3 separate regions of the Ovis aries genome follow, and regions 2 and 3 are each linked to region 1. Evidence: chromatin contacts called from public Hi-C data. All regions are on one chromosome and are shown on one strand. The core of a region is the stretch at or near the end of the contact, and the rest is flanking DNA. Distances in the headings are between cores, read along the strand shown.

The links. Hi-C and Micro-C count contacts between places; a contact is called where the count stands out from the background.
Region 2: a contact with region 1 is called in a Hi-C map of hypothalamus, with 2.7 times the contacts expected there. The contact joins the promoter of PRMT1 here to the promoter of KASH5 in region 1. A contact is called at or near these places in 3 of 16 Hi-C or Micro-C datasets (hypothalamus, retroperitoneal adipose tissue and tail adipose tissue).
Region 3: a Hi-C map of muscle shows a contact between it and region 1, with 4 times the contacts expected there. The contact joins the promoter of NOSIP here to the promoter of KASH5 in region 1. A contact is called at or near these places in 5 of 16 Hi-C or Micro-C datasets (hypothalamus, liver, muscle and 2 more).

What each region holds. Positions count from the first base shown.
Region 1 is chr14:55,589,591-55,593,856 of ARS-UI_Ramb_v3.0, forward strand. KASH5 (KASH domain containing 5) reads left to right here and starts at 1,943. Exons shown (of 19, transcript XM_042232314.2): 1 at 1,943-2,123; 2 at 3,716-3,853. The coding sequence starts at 3,811.
Region 2 is chr14:55,809,302-55,813,567 of ARS-UI_Ramb_v3.0, forward strand. It overlaps PRMT1 (protein arginine methyltransferase 1), which reads left to right and starts at 2,173. Exons shown (of 10, transcript XM_027978635.3): 1 at 2,173-2,254. The coding sequence starts at 2,219.
Region 3 is chr14:55,732,023-55,736,288 of ARS-UI_Ramb_v3.0, forward strand. It overlaps NOSIP (nitric oxide synthase interacting protein), which reads right to left and starts at 1,889. Exons shown (of 9, transcript XM_027978620.2): 1 at 1,848-1,889. It overlaps PRRG2 (proline rich and Gla domain 2), which reads left to right and starts at 2,129. Exons shown (of 7, transcript XM_027978621.2): 1 at 2,129-2,851; 2 at 3,704-3,800. The coding sequence starts at 3,716.

The DNA of each region.
Region 1 (4,266 bases), core at 693-3,192:
AACAGTTTTAAAAATTATTTTAGGTTTTACAAAATTATCTTCCTCAAAAAAAGGGAAATAAGTACTGAAGAAATAAAATGAAAAATAACAAAAAAGAAAAAAATGAAAGAATGAAATCATACTAATAAAATCAGCAGGGTCCACCACCTGTCAGCCAGTGCTAAGAAAACACTAGGCAAACATTCTTATTGAACTCTATAAGACTCCATGAGGTGGATATTGTTTGTTCCCATTTTAGAGAAGAAGGGGAGGCTCGGAGAGGTGGAATCACTTGCCAAAGTCACACAGCAATGGCACTGTTTTCTGATTTCAAGCCTCACACTTTTAACCAATCACCACATCACTTGTTAAACAGGTTCTTCCCCAAGTGTTATAACAAGCCACCACCTAACAGCCAAAATAATAACTATCACCCAACAAGGATTACTACTTCAAGCCCTCAAGGTACCTAAAAAGCAATTATCTCCATTTCTAGGTGAGACACCTGAGGCTCAGAGAGAGGGTAAGCCTTTGTGCCAAGGTTACAGGTAGAGAGTGATGGAGTCAAAATTCAAACCCAGGAATGTCTGACTCTAGCCTTATCATCATTCTACACAGTCCAACAGTTTTGAGGCGTAGATTCTGTCCCTTCATTCATTCGACAAAAAATGTTTGCGAACCCACCCTGGGCCAAGGATATTCTAGTTCCCAACAACCTTCTACCGCTAGAAGCTCACATTCCAGCAGGGGATGACAAAGACAGTGTACAAATACAGACTATTTCATGGTGGAGAGACGAGCCTCGAGGACGAATAAAAAACTAAGTAGAGAGATGAGTCTGAATTATAGACTGTGTGTCAGAGGAAGGACTCTCTGAGGAAGTAACAGCTGGATTAACCATGATGGGATGAATGGGAGAATGTAAAATGATTTCTGCGTCTGGGCTAGCAAAGAAGCCAAGTGAGTAGGACACGCGTGCATGCTAATGCGCTTCAGTCGTGTCCGACTCTTTGTGACCCTTTGGACTGTAGCCCACCAGGCTCCTCTGTCCATGGGATTCTCCAGACAAGAATACTGAAGTGGGTTGCCACGCCCTCCTCCTAGGGATCTTCCTGACCCAGGGATCAAACCCGCATCTCTCAAGTCTCTTGCTTTAGCAGATGGGTTCTTTACCACTAGCGCCACCTGGGAAGCCCGGGTGGGACATCTTTTATTCTAAATGCCTCTCGTTAGGAGTTTGACAGGCTACAGTCCATAGGGTCACAGAGTCGGACACGACTGAAGCGACTAAGCACGCTCAGAAGTCAATTTGGGATGCAATCCTCGAGACATAAGAGACGCGGGTTTGATCCCTGGGTCGGGAAGATCCCCGGGAGGAGGGCATAGCAACCCACCCCAGTATTCTTGCCTGGAGAATCCCATAGACAAGGGAGGCTGGTAGGCAACAATCCACAGGGTTGCAAAGAGTAAAGAGACGATTTAAGTGGCTTAGCACGCACCTCTCTCTAGCCCGAAAAGCTGAGGTTATCTTTCCTCTACTCTTTCCTAAAAGGAAGGAATGAAACCGTTTGGGAAAGAATCCTTCGGGGAACCTATTAATACACTGTGACTGGAGCCGCAAAAAAAGGCATGGGAGTAGTGAGGTACGACAGGACATCATTGTGACGGTGACTGGCAGCCTGGCACGGAACAGAGGGCAAAAAAGACACAGCTTGGTGGCTGATAAGAAGTAGGGGGTGGACAAAGGGTCCCTCAGGACAAGTTTCCCTTGCCTGGGCGCAGAGAAGACCCCAGCCTTAGGCACTTCCAGTAGCCTTAATCTCTTCCGCCTTTATCGATTCAGCCAGTACGCATGCGCCCGCTACACCAGTGGGGGCGCGCCCGGGCAGTTCTACGCATGCGCGGCCTCGTAGGTAACCGTAGCGACGGGAGAGCGCCTTGTCCCGGTGTGCGCCTGCGTCCCGGGGAGGAGCCCGGGAGGGGCGTGGCTTAGACTCCTCGCGCGCTCCGGTCCCGCTCCGGCACCTTTTTTTTTTCCGGTGGGAACGGCGCACGCGCGTCTCTTCAGGACCCAACTGTCGTTTGTTTGTCGTTCGTGGCCCTCATTTGTGTCCCGAGACTGGAACACTGCGACGTGGCTCCAGGTGCGCCCAGGCCGTGGCGAGGCTCCCAAGAATAGCCGTGTCAGAGCCCCTCCCGAAATCCTGGCAAGCCCCCAATTTCTAGGGGAGAGCCCCAGTATCAGGGCCTTCCAAGTCTTGTTAAAAGTCTTAAAATCCTGACCAAACTTCCTCAGAGATACTGAAAGGAACCCTCCAGGAAATCTAGTAGATGACCCCTGAAATCCTGTCAGAATCTTCTAGAAATACTGTCAAACTTCTCCCTAAGAGAGTGTCTGCGGCTGCTACTGCTAAGTCGCTTCAGTCGTGTCCGACTCTGTGCGACCCCATAGACAGCAGCCCACCCGGCTCCCCCATCCCTGGGATTCTGTAGGCAAGAATACTGGAGTGGGTTGCCATTTCCTTCTCCAATGCATGAAAGTGAAAAGTCAAAGTGAAGTCGCTCAGTTGTATCCGACTCTTAGCGACCCCGTGGACCGCAGCCTACTAGGCTCCTCTGTCCATGGGATTTTCCAGGCAAGAGTACTGGAGTGGGGTGCCATTGCCTTCTCCAAGAGAGTGTCAGAGCCTCTAACTGCTCCCAGGACTCAGGGGAGGCTCCCCAGAGGAGCTGGGAGCCTAGGCCTGGGAGAACCAGGAAAGATGCTGAGTTCCCCTGGGCCGTGAGGGACCTGGAGGTTGGCCAGGGTAGAGAAAAATGACAAGAAGGCAGGAGTTGCAGGAACCATTCTGTGCCACACCAGCCCAAAAGGCTGGGTAGTTAGTCCTGAGGTTACTAGGGAACCATGGGAGGGCTGGAAACAGGAGAAAGACGGGGTTCAAACTCAAGCAGGAGGCCAACAGTTCCAAATACAGGCTGATGGGCGAGATTGTAAGTAGCCCAGGGCAGTGTGGGAACCCAGGGACATCACCTAGCCCAGAAACGGTTTCTAGAGGAGGGGACGTGGGAGCTGAGACAGGAAAGGCAGGCAAGAAGGATGTCCCAGGCAGAGAGCGCGAGGTGGGAAGAGCCGGCCCAGTTTAGTCAACAGCATAGGGTTCAGGGTTGCAAGTGGGTTTGAGGGTTCCGGAGGCAGGTAGGATCAGGCCAAGCCGGGCCTTCAATATCAAGTCCAAGGTCTAGGCTCTGTCCCTGGGTTGTTTGGGAGCCATGGAACAACACTGCGGGGGATGGGCAGGTCAGCACTTGTGAGGGTGGACTGGAGCTGGAGACTGGAGGCAGGAGGCTGAGGAAGAGGCTGGGCCAAGGAGCCAGGAGGGGAGGTTGAGACCTGACTGAAGCTGTAGGGGAGAGGAGGGGACAAGGGAGAATCATAGAGCAGGAGGGACAGGGCTGGGGAACTTGACAAACTGTGGGGAGGAGGGGTGGCAGGAGAGAATGACCCCCCACCCACCAGCCCCCCTTTGATCTCTGCCGCCCACTCCTTAGGCCCCCATTTTCCCAGCCCACATCTCCAATCCATAAAACAGGTCTGAGCGAAAGCTGCTCTGGTCGAGACAGGGGTGGGCAAACAGGTTCTGAGAACCCAGAACGGCCTGGGGCACAGGAGGGGCAGGGCCGGTCCCCACCCTCAGGAGGCTGGTTGAGGAGGCCATTCCCCCGTTTGTCCTTCTAGGAGCTTGGGGAGCAGCCAGTCCCTTTTTGGTCCCTTCCAGTGACGGAGGGGAGCTGTTAGCTTCTCCACCAGCTGCAGAGCAGCCAAGGTGGCCCATGGACATGCCAGAGGACCAGGCAGGTGGCCCCACTGCAAAAAGTAAGTGACTGGGTCCCTGTTTGTCCCCATGGGAGGGTGGGGAGGGAGCAGTGGGTAAACAGGGCACCAGGTTGTGACTCAGGAACTTGGAAGAGCTGGCTTGCGGTGGCTGAGCCTCCACTTTGAGGCGGGGTGGGATGCAGAGAACGATCCTTGATGAAGTGCCTGCTGTGTGCCCACCTGTCTGGACACCTTATTTGTTCTGGGGAGGCCAAGCTGCAGGAATAGAAACCTCTGTATGCGTGTGCCCCCTGCCTGCAGCACCCCCTCCAGTGACCTACAGACTCACCATCACTTCTTGCAGATCTCTGCTTTCTGTAAAGGAGCTGCCCTGTTACTCTCTCCCCCCTTTCCTTCTTTTCTTTTCTTCAGAGGATTGGCATCTCTTCATCTGTTTAGACTCTGTCTCTCCG
Region 2 (4,266 bases), core at 923-3,422, 220 kb after region 1:
GTTTATTCCCTAATGTTGTAGAGAGAATGTGTTATAATTTTTCCTTCTTTATAGCAACACAAGAGCAAAAGTAATTGATTGGGTTAATTGGAATTCAGAAGGAAAAAAAAGATAAGACACAAAAACCCTGCTGAAACATTTGGAGAAATAGAAAAGAAAAAAAAAATTCCACACAACATACAATGTAAGGGTCAAGATGTGGGTTCAGATAAAGTCTCTGCTTTTCAACAGACAACATTAAGAAAAGGAAAAGACAGGTCACAGATTGGGAGAAAAATGTAAAGTCAGTATACCTAAAAGAGACCTGTATCTAGACGCTATAAAGAACGTTTACAATTGGTGAATAAGAAAACAACTCTGTTTGCAAAAATACACAAAAGAATTGAGCAGACACTTGACAAAAGAAAATATACAAATAGGGGAACTTCCCAGGTGGTGGAGTGGTTAAGGACCCGCCTTCCACTGCAGGAGGTGTGAGTTCCATCCCTGGTTGGGAATCTTGCAGCAACTACTGAGCCCACATGCTCTGGAACCTGTGCACAATAACTAAAACCCGAAGCAGCCAAATTTAAAAAAAAAAAAAAATTTTTATTTTAAAGAAAGAAAACATGCAAATTGCCGATAAGCACACGAAAACACGAAAAGGTGCTGAACAACATTGGCGGTCAGGGCAATAATGCAAGTCACAACCAGGAGATAATCTCTTCCTACACAGGAGAGTCGTTAAAATTATAGACTGATTTTATTAAGTGCTGGAGGGGATGTGGAGCACCTAGAACTCTCACGCATCACTGATGGAAATGCAAATTGGTAGAATACCATAGGAAACTTTGGGGCAGTTTCTTATCAAGTTAAACATACACCTAGCATAGGACGCGCAAGCATGTCCTCCTAGCTTGACCCAAGAGAACTGAAAGTGTACATCTACAGAAAGGTTGGGACACGATGGTTTATGGCCTCTTTATTCATAACAGCCCTAATCTGGAAACCACCCACATGTCCACCAAGAGGAAAATGTGATCCAGCAATACAATGGAATACTCCTCAGCAATAAAAAGGGCTGGACAATCGTTATATGAGACATGAACGAATCTTGAAAACATTATGCTGAGAAAAACAAGACAGGCACAAAAGAGCACATACTTTTATTGGAAAATTTAGCAGCTGAAAAGATACACTATAGTAACGAAACAGTGATTGCTTCTGGGGTTGGGTGGGAGGGCGGTGTTGAAAGGGTCGTGAAGGAACTTTCTAGGGTGATGGGATACATTCCCCAAGTAGCAGTTACCTTCATTCAACAAGTAACTTTTTCTACAGGTCGAGGGAAGCTACCTGGAGGAGGTGGCGACTGAGTTATGCCGGGACTGACTCATGAAGGCCAGACGAAGGGGGTGGGTGTTCCAGCATGGGTAGGACTTGGCAAAGGCCAAGTGCTTGAGTGGGGTCACTGGGTTTTAAAAACTTGTAACAATTAAGTAGAGGGCTAAAGATTAAACACCTCGACGCCTGAGTCCCATTTCTGACTTGATTCAGGATCACGGATAAGACCTCTTTGAGCCTCTCACTGCTTCAGTTTTCCATCAGGAAAATGGGCACAAGCTCCCTTATTTCCCGTTGGATTCCCTACAAGCTGGGAGAAGCCACAGAGTGAACGGTGAGTGACAGTTTGTTTGAGCCAATCTCTGGAGCCTAAAGCCTGCTTTCCTTTTTCGTGGGCCAATCGTCACGTTCTCCTTGAGGCCAGCAGCTTGGCGGAGGCAGGCCGAAAGCCTCATGACGTCACATTGCTAATAAACCAATAGCAGCTATTAAGAGGCGGGTACTTTTGGTGATAGTTCTATTTCAAGATGTCCGCTTAGCGCAGGGTCCGCCGGGAAGCTTTGAGGCGGTACGGGAGAAGGGGCGGGAACTCCCAGTAGATTCTGCCCAATCGTCAGTCGCGCTTCTTGCGATAGACGGGCAGTCTTTCCCATCCCCGTCGACTTAAGGGGGCGGGGTTCGGCACGCCAGAGTAGGCGGGCACCTCAGCTTTGATGGGTGTCTCCTTCGCCCAATGGCTAAATGGTATTTCCAGACGGGTCACCTCCTCTACCAATGAGATCTCCTGGCGGGGTCGCGGTGGGCGGGCCGTAGACCCTCCGGTATAAGGCGGTCCCGGGGGAGTGCGGAGAAAGGGGGGGGGTCTCGGCGGCCGGAGGAGGAGTAGACGCGGGTGAAGATGGCGGCAGCCGAAGCCGCGAACTGCATCATGGAGGTGAGCGCCAGGAGCGCCACCGGGGGCGGGGGGCGGTTTGGAAGTCGGTGTTTTACGCCTCCGCCGTGGGGAAGGGGCTCTGAGTCGCCGGATTGGGGTTGAAGGCCCCTGGCCGTACGGAGGGGGGCGCCGCGTGCTCCGTATCCGAGGATACCGTTTGAACTGCGGGTTCCCTAGCTTTCGGGGGCCTGAGGCGCCACGCCGAGCCGAGGGCCTACTGCCCCCTCCCACGTGGAGGAGGGCTGGGGGCGCTTCCGGCCTGGCCCCCACGTGGCCGTGGCACGGTGGGTGGGGAGGGGGTGTGCCGTGCCCGCTTGCCCGGCGGGTTCCACGTGCGGGACAAAGGCCCCGCCCCCGGCCAGGGGAGGGGCGCCCCGGGGGGGGGCGGAGAGGAGGCTCCGACCCTCCCTCCGAGGCCCCCTACCCTCCTCCCCGGGGATCGTGACGGGCACCTCGGGGTGGGGACCTCCGTGCAGTAATGAGGCTCTTGGGAGGGGCAGTGTGCCTCGACCCTTAACAAACCCTTTCCTGGGACCAGGGCATCTGCTTAGGCATCGGTCCAGGTTTCGTGCGCTCTTGCGTTGGGATTGGAGGAAGACGAAGAATTGGTTCCCTCTGGGACCCCTCCTACCCTCCAGTTTCCTGTCTCTGGATTCTCCCCCTCTTTGGGAGCTGGGGGGATGGGGCATGCCCCTGTGACCTCCCTCTGGTCTATGGGGGGGCATCGAGCGGAAGATCTTTCCCGATTAGGCGCTGTGCACCCCCTTGTGGCCATTTCTGGGTGTGTGGGAGGGACATCTTTTTCATGGGGCGTGTCTCCAAGCCCCCCTCCCTGTCGAAGCCCTCCCGGGCGAGGGGAGAGAGAATCTGTCCTGGGAAGGGCTGTGAGGTAGTGGAGGCAGCGGATTTACCTCCTTCTGGCCCTTCCTCTCCCTGGGGTATTTGTGAAGATGGGAGTTGACCACCTCCTCCCTGAACCCGTGTTTGAGGGTCCTGAACCTGCTTGCGTGAAATGGTGTCCCGTGAGGTGTGATTCTCTTGCAGTTATGTGGGGCTTGCCATGATGCTGTGTCTCAAGCGCTCTGGGGGCATGTCTGGCGGTGATGTCGGTGGTGTAGAGAAATGGGCCCTCAGGGGAAGTCCCCTCACCCGCCGTCTTTCCGTATCCGCGTCATTCACTGGTTTGGGGAGGATGGAGGTGGGGCTTGGAGCCCAGGGGTTATGTCTGTGATTTCACGCTTCTTGGCGCCTGGAGAGTGCTTGCATCTGGAAGAGCTGTAATCTGTTGGGCCCTCCGTACTCTCACCTCTTAGCTTGTAGCAGTCTCAGGAATGGGAGGTGAGGTTCCAAGATGCATACCTTGGGGGGCAGCCCCAGGGGTCACTCCAGTGACTCCCCCTTGGCTCTCTGCTAGACGAAGGCCTTCTTGGCTGGAGGAAATATCTTCCTCAGAGGTGGATCCAGGACTCGGCCCCTCCCCTGGGGAGTTTCTGGGCCTGAGATGGTGGTTCGAACGGGGAGTAGATGGGCTTGGGGGTCCAGGGTCTGGCCTCCTCCGTGGAACTCTGCCCTCCTGCGCAGAGGGTCATAATCAGGAGATTGGCACTCCCTTGTTTTGTTTGGGACTCCCTGAGTCCCAGGCAGGAGCTAGCAGCCCGCATGCCAGCTCTGGTGGGGGGTGCCCGTGTGCCACACCTCCTTTCTGGAATCCTCTCAGATGAGAGAGTGCTTTGCAGAGGTGACAGATGCCCAGTGGGTACACCCTGCCAGTTCCCTTCCCCCAGCTCGAATGGTACCCCAGGATGAGGCTTTGTGTCAGGAAGTGTCATCTAATCTGGGGAGATTAGATGGTGAGGGGGAGTGACAGCTGGCAGTGCCCTTGTGCCCGGCGGGTGCCAGTTCCTCTGGCCTGGATGGGGGAGGCGTGTGTGCTCAGGTGCCTGGCCCAACAGGGGCAGTGTGGGGGCAGGCCACCATCTCTCCAGCCACAGCTGGGATAGAACCCCCTCCCT
Region 3 (4,266 bases), core at 639-3,138, 140 kb after region 1:
AGTCAATACATCACAAAAGCACTATAATAACAGAAATGACTGGACTTCCCAGGTGGTCCAGTGACAAGAAGACTTTGTGCTCACAATGCCGAGGACCCAGGTTTGATCCCACATGCCACCACGAAAATCGAAGATCTCATATGCCACAACTAAAACCCACCACAGCCAAATAAACAAACAAATATTTAAAAAGAAAAAAAACAAACCAGGATGTGTGGAGGGGGAGCCTGTTAGAAATTAAGACGAATTTAAAAGACAAAACAATTATTTGAATTGATTCTGATTCAAACTGACATTTTTATTAGGGTTGCTTTTGTAAGTATTATGATAATAGTATGATAATTATGATATAATATGATAATATGATTATGATAATAGTATTATGGCCATGGAAGAAAATGTTCCCGCTTTTTTGTGTGCCTGTATGCTTTTTAAAATTAAAAAAAAATTGCTGAAACATTTTTAAAAAGTTGAAGTATAGTTAGTTTAGTGTTGTGAAAATGTCTCTGCTTTTTACACATGTATCCTAAAGTATTTAGGGGTGACATGTCACGATAGACAGACTTTGCCTTATATATTAAAAAAAATACCCAGCCAGTATGGCAAAAGTATTAATAAACAGAAACTCTGGCCATAGGGATTTTTATATTATGATCCCACTTTATGTAAGTTGTGTTAGGTAGGAAATTAGACATGAGCAACAAGGGGAAGCCTGGCTGAAAGGGATGCAAACCGTCTCTAAACTCCGAGACACAGCCAGGAGAGCTCACAAATATGCTACAAATACAACCACAGAGACTTTTCAACTCCTGCACATGTATCCTATTCACACAGTGGATATAACATGACCGCAGGGGCCTCTCCAAGTAACCTTACCTGCGGTTAGGCAGTTAGGAGCCTATTAAGACATAACCAACACAGCCTGAAGCTATACAACTTATAATTATCATTTGGCCTTGAGCGTATGCCCATTTTTATTCCCTTTCATTGACTGATGGTCGGTACAAGCCCTACTTTGAACGGGGCAAAGCCAAAAGGAGGAGACTGAAGTGTAAAAAGGGAAGCCAAGAGGGCTTGACAGGAAGGATGAGGAGGACTCCTACGGAGTGCTGGATTAATAAAAGATTATCTGCTTGAGCTGAATGGAGCTGTAACTTGTCTGTTGTTCTACGCCTTTTCGTCCGTTGCTCCAAATTTTTGTTGCCACGCGACAAGAACGGAGGAAGAGAAAGAAACTAACCTGACAGGTGGGACATTTTCATAATAAAATATTAAAGTAAAACTGCTTTAAGGATCCATTAAGGCCTCAGTTCACAACGCATCAGCAGTACCATCAAGGTGAGAACCTATGACTGCCTAACCCCAAAGCTCCACAGAGGAAAACGTTAACCTACAGCAACTCCAAGAGGGAAGGGCCTGTCAAAAAGGTGCAAGGAGGCAGCGGCGGCGACTGCACAACCCTTCCCCGCTCTCCCCATCACGGTCTGAGAAACTGAGGCCACGAAAGTGGTGGTGGTGGCGGGGGGGCGGGGGGTTGCTTCTCATTCAATATCACTCCTTAGACATCCAGGAGTCCCAGTCTCTTCCGTGCCCTGGGATCCGCAGCCCATTCGTCTGCACGGGAATTAATACTCTCGGGAGAACTGCCGAATGAAGGTTTGGCTACCTAAAGGGATTTAAAGAACCTCCAATTCGGCTTCAAACTTGAGGCACCTAGAGCGCTCTATTAATAACTGCCAGGAAGTCAGGATTTCAAAATATTGTCCCAGTCTCCCTCAGGACCACAAGACTCTTGCCCACGGGAAGGCAATCGCACGAACAGTATTCTTCTACCGCCTGGAACTCACCTCACAGATGACCCCTCTTTCCTCGGTGGCTACTTCAACAGTACCCCTACACCGGAAAGGAGCGCTGTTTTCCCTCTCCGCTCCGACGCTTCCGCCCGGAGAAGAAACCGGAAGTAGTTCTGCCCCTAGAGGCGGAGATAGCTCTTCTGGCTTAGTGAATTCTCCCTTCTTTTTTTTCCCTCCCTCCGGAAACCTGAGTGGCAACTCGAGGGTTCCGGCCGGTGAAACTGGCGTGAATAGGGGGCGTGCTTAGTAAACACTAGGCGTTTCCCTGGGCGGGCAATTTCCTGCTTGTTCCTAGGCTTTGCGTCTCTTCAAGCCTGTGTTTAAGGACTAACCACTTTGCCCAGAAATTGAAAAGCCCGCTTACCAAAGTATGTATCATCCACTTTTCTGCCGCAAAAGAAGAAACAATAGAGAAGGGACGGCTCCTCTGCCCCCGCTTTGTAAATGGAGCAGTTGAGAAATCGGAAGTCAAAGCCCTTCAAATTGTCTCAGGAAGCAGGAATTTACTGCGGCATACCTACCTATCTCTAGGGACTAAGGCATACGTTTCCCTCCAGTTTCTAGATAACTAGATAGCTAGATGTTCATTTCCCTAGCTCAGCCTGGCGAGCTCTCTGGGGGTGGGGAAGGAGGAAAGTATAGGAGGGGAGGGGAGGAGGCGCCTATCCAACACCCTAAGTGTCCCCATGGTGTCAGGAGACCCAGGCTCTCTATGGGGCTCTGGACGTTATACCCTTAATTATAAGGTCCCTTTCTCTATTTATGAATTTTTTTATAAGGTCCCTTTAAATATTCTGTCCCTTACCTGAGTCCCGCCCAGGGCAGGTAATAAAAAACCCCGCCCCTCTTGCCTGGAACCAGGATTGTGCCGGCTTTAATGAACAAAGTACCCTCTCGTTCCTCTCCCCTCCCCTCTCCCCTGCCCCTCTTCACAGCTGGCCGCAGTTAGCCGAGGAGGCCCCGATTAAGGAGAGGACAGTGCTCACAAGTCTAGGCAGGTAAGTGGATGTCCCTGGAGGCAGAGTTTGGCTTGGGCACCTTGGCGACCTGGCTGTTGGAGCCCCCAAATCCAGGAGTCCAGGATCATTGCCCCCTCCCTCAGCTGCTGGATCCCAGGATATGCCCCTCTGGTTTTACTTCTTATATACTCTTTGATTCTGTGGGTGGAAAGGTTTCCCTGGTACTCAGGTGGTAAAGTATCTACCTACAGTGCAGGAGACCTGGATTCAATCTCTGGGTCAGGAAGATCGCCTGTAGATGGGAATGGCAACCCACTCCAGTGTTCTTGCTTGGGAAATCCCATGGACAGAGGAGCCTGATGGGCTACAGTCCATGAGGTCGCAAAAATGTCAGACACGACTGAGCGACAAACGCTGTAGGTGGATGTGGCAATGGGCACAGAGAGATGGGTATACATGGAGATTATCAGGAAGAAAGGGATCCAATCAATGGACGTGCTTATGAGCGCCTGCTGTGTGCCCAAACCCATGCTGGGTGCTGCATGAACAGCTGGGAAAAAGATAAGCTCCTGGCTCTGGTCTCTGGAGGGACACTGCATTTGCTGAAATCCTGCCTCTGAATCTTGCAAACTGTGTGAACTTGGGCAAGTTCTTTTTCTTCTCTGTGCCTCAGTCTCCTCCTGTATCAAACGGAGATAATAATAGCACTGTGATGAAAATGAAACTGAGTTGATAGAGGTAAATGACCTTGAACAGTCTCTGATCCAGATTACAGGCCACGTAAGTGTCTGCTCTTATTATAATTCATGGACCACAGTGTCTGATCAGGGAGACCTGGCCTCATTCTTCAGTGGCTGAGGCACTTCTCATCTAACCACACCTGGTTCCTAGTGTCCACAAAATATGAGGGGCCGCCCCTCTGTGCTGCTGCTATACCTGGGATTGGCCACGTGCCTGGACACTTCACCCAGTGGGAAGCAAGGCCAAGGTGAGTGTTGGGGGGAAGAGCCAGCGTCCAGGCACCAACACCCACCTTCCTCTGGCCCAGGAGAAACCCTGGCTCCAGTCGCCTCCTCCCCAGGACCCCATAGTCTCCGTCTCCTTAAGTTCAGGCTCCTTCATGTCCCCAAGGACTTCCCTGTAGTACAAACAGGAATGAATCTGTGTGCAATTCAGGAGACCAGGGTTCGGTCCCTGGGTCAGGAAGATCTTCTGAAGAAGGGAATGGCAATCTACTCTAGTATTCTTGCCTGGAGAATCCCATGGACAGAGATGCCCGGTGGGCTACAGTCCGTGGGGTCGCAAAGAGACATAACTGAGCGACTCACACACACACACACACACACACACAAACATACATGTGTCCTCAGTCTTAGGATCCCTCCGTTTTCTGTCCCTTATGTCTTTTGGGTTGCCCTGGAGGCTCAGACGGTAAAGAATCTGCTTCCAATGCA